2 separate regions of the Hordeum vulgare genome follow, and region 1 is linked to region 2. Evidence: chromatin contacts called from public HiChIP or PLAC-seq data. All regions are on one chromosome and are shown on one strand. Each heading gives the region's core, a stretch centred on a gene start, on an enhancer-like site or on the middle of the called end of the contact. The rest is flanking DNA. Distances are from core to core; before and after follow the strand shown.

Region 1 (2,804 bases), core at 82-2,581, 370 kb before region 2:
GGTCGACGGGAGGAGGCGATGCGTACGCGTATAATTTTTTAGCGAATCGTTTTTTTCCTTTTGCGTTGCAGATAAATGATGGAGTGCGGGTTGAATAACAAAAATTACAGGGGCTTTTTTATAAAAATGCCGTGGTGGGTTTTCCGACGGAAGCAATAGCCTCTTTATTATTATAGCAAAAGGACCCGTGCGTTGCAACGGGAAAAAATAATACCACACATTTTTAATTAAAGAATTTAGAGAAAGAAATTAAAGGAAAGAGAGAGAGTAGTAGTGCACAACCCATTAGGCCTGTCAAGGCCCAGCCTTACCCATTCCTAAATCCCCTAACCTAGCCCGATCCCCAGCCCCCCTCCTCTCCTCCACCCCGTGCCGCTAGGGGAGAGAGCCCCAGTGGATCCCCAATCTCCCCGACTACCCCTTCCAATGGCGCCCACACTTCCCTCCTCCTCTGCTCCTCCACCGCCTCCCACCTCTGCACCTCGTGACCGCCTCCCATGGTGTGCGTCTGCGAGGTCAGCCTAGGGGGCCATTGTGGAGGGTTGCTGGAGACTGGGGGCGACGGGGCCAGCTCCAGTGCCCGAGCGCCAGCCGGTACTCCTACCCCCGGTCTCCTCTCTTTTCTCTTCCGCCCCCATGGTGCTTCTTGCGTCTCCGGCAAGCCTTACCCCGCCAGTTGCCTGAATCCTCTAACCCCGACGCCCCCACCTCCACCTATGCATCGCCGGTGCCAACCCCTTTCCTTCGCCCCTAACCCCCTCTGTCTCGCGGCTCCACCTCTGTTCGTGTCATTCCAATTTCTTCTTCTCGAATTTGTTCCTCTGTTGATTTCCGTTGCCTCTTGTAAAATCACCAAGGCGCATGTATATAAAGTGATGAAATTATATGTGAAGAATCGATGTGGGATTATGAGGGCAGAACCGATATTCCTCTCGTGCGTTTTTTGTCAGCCGAGATGCGTTTCTCTTATCCAATGCCATAGGGGGCTCTCTGCAAAAATTAAACGTTTTCCTGTTCGTAACACATAAAAAGGTACTGCGGGTTTAATTACCTAAAAGACAGTGGTTTTTTAAAAAAACGACAGCAGTGGGTTTTCCGACGGAAGCAATAGCCTCTTTATTATTAGGTAAAGATTAGGTAAAGATGTGAACCAAAATCCTAAAAAATAAACACAAACTACCTCGAACTGGGCTGGTCCAGGTAGTGGAAAATGGACAGAACTGTAGCCTTGGTCAGCCGGCCCACTCAGCCTTCCCTACGGACCTGGGTCGTACCCTCTGACGGATAAAGTTCGTTTCTTCGGAGTTGAGACGACACGAGACCAACCCATTCGCCTCCCCGACTACTCGCTAGGTCTCCCTCGAGCGATGGCACAGCCGTCGCCGCCTCCGCCGCCGGCGAGACGTCCCACCACCATACATGATCTCGACGACGACCTCCTCCGCGAGGTCTTCCTCCACCTCCCGGCCCTCCCAACCCTCGTCCGCGCCGCCCTCGCGTGCCGCTCCTTCCTTGGCGCCGTCCGCTCGTCCCCCGCCTTCCGCCGCCGCTTCCGGGATCTCCACCCGTCTCCCTTCGTCGGCCTCTTCATCCAGCCCCTCGTCCACAAATGGGAGCCCGGCGTCCCTTCCTTCGACGCCCGCCACCGCCGCTCCGACCGGGACTTCGCCGCCGCCGTCCGCGGCGGCGATTTCGGGCTCAACGGCCTCCCGGACCCAGACGACGACCATGAAGACTGCTGCGTCGACCAAGACGAAGACGAGGAGGACAACGACGAGGAGGACAACGACGACGAAGAAGAGGAGGAGGAGGAGGATCCCTCCCCGGTGTGGGAGATCGAGCGATGCAGCGACGGCTACGTCGTCCTCTTCAACCGGCGGGCCAGGCAGATCGCCGCCTACAACCCTCTCACGCGGGCGCTGCATCTCTTCCCCTCGCCGCCGGGCATCTTCAAAAGCTCCCTGACCTTTCAGTTCCACATAATCTCCTCCTCCTCGGAAGAGGACCCCGGCTCGCCGCCCCGTGTGGTCTGCTTCGACTGCGGCTTCCTGTACGCCTCCGTCGGCGTCATCTCGCCAGGCAGCACCGAGATCGATTGGCAGATTTTCCCCGAGGCTTTGATCCCGGGAGCAGCGGGAGCCACCGGTAAAATGGTGAACGGGTCCCTCTACTGGACACACCCAGGGACGCCCTACATCACCGTGCTCAACACCGCCACGATGCACTTCTCCAGGATGGACCTGCCGCCGCTCTTGGGGGTCGAAGAAGGCAGCAACCGTGAGTGTGATTTCGTGCTTGGTAATGCCAAGGATGGCAGGCCCTGCATCGTCTCCCCTGACCCGTGGGGTGGCTGCGAGCTCCTGGTTTTTTTCTGGAGACCCGATGAATACGACGGTGTTGAGAGGTGGAAGCTGGACCAGACGTTCAAACTGGAAAAGATCAATCAGCTCACCGAGGTTGAAGACGATGCTTATGTCGTCGTGCATGTTATGGACGTTACAGATGGAATAGTGTACCTGCGTACCGCGTATGACGGCTATACTGAAGTTCCTCAGCTGCTCCTATCCTTTTGTCTCGAGACAGCGGAGCTGAAAAAGATCTGTGAATATGATCACAAGCAGCTCCATCCCTACATCATGGAGTGGCCTCCTTCTTTGGTAGGAGTGCATGATAAGGTGAGCCCATATGCATGCATGTGAAAATGCTGCTGGTATAGTTTCTTTCTACGTCTGAAACCTGGATTATATGCAATTTTCAAGGACCGTGTAAAGTCTAAAACTCTTAATTTGATAGTGCTATTAATT
Region 2 (2,700 bases), core at 53-2,552:
TATATTGTGTGAGATTTTCATATTTTTGTTTTTAAGGCTATAATATTGTTATGGGGGATGTTACGCGTCCACCGACTGATCTTTTTAAAAGATCACCCAGATTGCAAGCTGTCAGATCCTGTGTCATCGAGAGGCTGAGCGGCGTTTTTAACTTTTGCAACAGAGTTAATGTTGCAGAAACATTTGCATCATAGGTCATGTCGCAAAAAATCTTTGCAACAAAGGTCATGTTGCAAAAAACTTTTGCAGCATAGGTCAGGTTGATTTTTTTTCTTCATCTTTTTGCAACATAGTACTATTGCGTAAGAATTTTTTGCAACAAAGGTCATGTTATAGAAAACTTTTGCAACATATACAGGTCTGGTTGCAAAAAGATTCTTCGTATTTTTGCAACATAGATACTATTGCGGAAGAAACTTTTGCAACAAAGGTCATGTTACAGAAAACTTTTGCAACATAGGCCAGGTTGCATAAAAAATCTTCGTCTTTTGACAACATAGGTATTGTTTCGGAAGAAACTTTTGTAACGTAAGTGATGTTGCGGAAATTTTTACAATGAAGATGATGCTCCAGAAATGTCACCGCCATTGCCGACCAATATCATAGCAGCACCGCCGTTGTTCGCTATTGCCGTTTGCAACAAAGGTAATGTTGCAGAAACAAATGCATGAGCCTAGGAAGGAAGAAAACATGTGGCTCATGTGCTTCCTTGGAAAGATGAGGCAGAAAGGGATATAAGCTGTTTACGAGGCCCTGTCCTCGACCACGTGTCGAGCAAAAGAGTCGACGGATGCTCGCGTGAAGATCAACCGGTTGAGCAAATCGTTTCCCTATTGTTATCACAAAATTTATATAAAAAACATACAAAATGTGTGTAAAAATTGCACTGCAAACACACTCTACTGTCAAAGAACCTAGCGGTAGGACGGGTAACCATACCGTAATTTTTGACGATTCCAGGTTATAGAACATGCCCACACACGATCAACCACCCTATTAGTGGAGACCGTTGACGGTATGGTCTTACATCCTGTCGCCATATGACGATACGGGATTCATCACGCGAGTCTTGAGCCGTCAGTTGCTGCCATTCAACCTACCCTCGGAGATCCTGATTCAGACGAAATTTTGCCAGCGAGGGATGGGCAGTTATGAGTTCCCGCATACTGTACAAGAAATGAAAAGGAGGGAGAGAGAGAGAGAGACTAGTGGTGCTGGTTGGACGATGAGCTGGACGTCGTCGACGGGGATCAGATCGTACGGCATCACGGTGCTACGAGGACGCTGACACCTATCACGCTCCGCCACCTGCCCACAAAACCCCAACCCCCTCTCCCCTCCACCTCCACCTCCACGAGCGGGTCAGAGGCGGCCGCAGGCGCCGAGCCAAAAAGGCCACGCCACGCCACGCCACATCGCCGCACCGCGCGCTCGCTCCCGTCCAGCTCCAAACCCCACTCCCGCCCCGCCCCGCGCGATCCGAAGCCCCATTAACTAATTCCTCGCCGGATCGGGGCGGCAGATCTCGCCCATTGCCCGCTCCGCCCTCGCCCCCTGCCGCTAGTGCCCTGCCGGCGGCGGTTGCGTGGCGCCGTTCGGTTCGTCGCCGGAGGAAGGGATGTGGCGGCTGAAGATCGCGGAGGGCGGGGCCGACCCGTGGCTGCGCACCAAGAACGCGCACGTCGGTCGCCAGGTCTGGGAGTTCGACGCCGCCGCCGACGACCCCGACGCCCTCGCCGCCGTCGACGCCGCGCGCCGGGAGTTCGCCGCGCGCCGCCACCGCCTCAAGCACAGCGCCGACCTCCCCATGCGCATCCAGGTAGCCCTCCCGCCCCTCTCCCCTCGGTCGCCGCTGCGCCTGCCCTGCATGCCACGATTTCGAATTCCGGGTGGCTCCGTGACGGCCCACAGTTTTTTTTCCTACCGTAGCCACTACTGTACATTTTTTCCCAACTGGATGAGTCCGCCCGCGACCTCGGACGACTAGTCATCGCGTACTGCTCAATCAAGGCAGCAGCGAGCCGGCAGCCGCGCCAGAAGGTAGCTGCCAGCGAGCCGCCATACCCTTCAAAACGATTTTAATGCGCTGCGGGAGTACAGTATATATGCAGCAACCTTTCTATGGCAAGGAAGATTGGGTGCAGCACCATACTACCACTGCCAAGCCTCCCCTACACCACTCGGCAAACGTTTTAATGCGCAGCGAGTATGCTGAGATCCGATCTTGCCTACATACTATGAATATATCCGACACGCGAGCGCTGCGCTCTGGATGGGCCGACTCCTACTTCAGCTATGAATTAATGCCCACCACCACAGAAGCACATACAGTGCACGCGATCGGCAAGTGCTAGCTGACGGTGGGTACTTGGTTCTGTGAACGAGAGGCACCAAGCCTGCAGTTCCTTTCTTTCCATTAATAGAAACCATGTTCCAACTGTATTACAGCTGTGTTTTTATCAAGCAACCCAAAGAGCAAGCGAGGAGATTGTATCCTGTAGCAGCCTCGATTTAAGCAATTCAATATTCAGCTGAACCGTAGCTATCGATATTTATAGCAGCATTTGGGGTCAGAAGGTCTATGATATTGATTGATAACATGCTTGTGTTGGGTGCGTGAAAGCAAGGACACAGTATTGCTGTTATCTCAATTCCCTTACCTTCAGGTTAGAAGGTCTTTAACCCAATTACCTTACCATA

Evidence for each region. HiChIP or PLAC-seq counts read pairs in DNA pulled down with a chosen protein or histone mark.
Region 1: a contact with region 2 is called in an H3K4me3 HiChIP or PLAC-seq map of embryo, with 6 times the contacts expected there. The contact joins the promoter of LOC123403341 here to the promoter of LOC123406116 in region 2. A contact is called at or near these places in 2 of 6 Hi-C or Micro-C datasets (leaf and seedling) and 1 of 1 datasets of contacts at active chromatin or transcription factors (embryo).

What each region holds. Positions count from the first base shown.
Region 1 is chr6H:53,525,044-53,527,847 of MorexV3_pseudomolecules_assembly, reverse strand. LOC123403341 reads left to right here and starts at 1,331. Exons shown (of 3, transcript XM_045097284.1): 1 at 1,331-2,675. The coding sequence starts at 1,368.
Region 2 is chr6H:53,152,560-53,155,259 of MorexV3_pseudomolecules_assembly, reverse strand. LOC123406116 (cycloartenol synthase) reads left to right here and starts at 1,302. Exons shown (of 18, transcript XM_045099602.1): 1 at 1,302-1,819. The coding sequence starts at 1,619.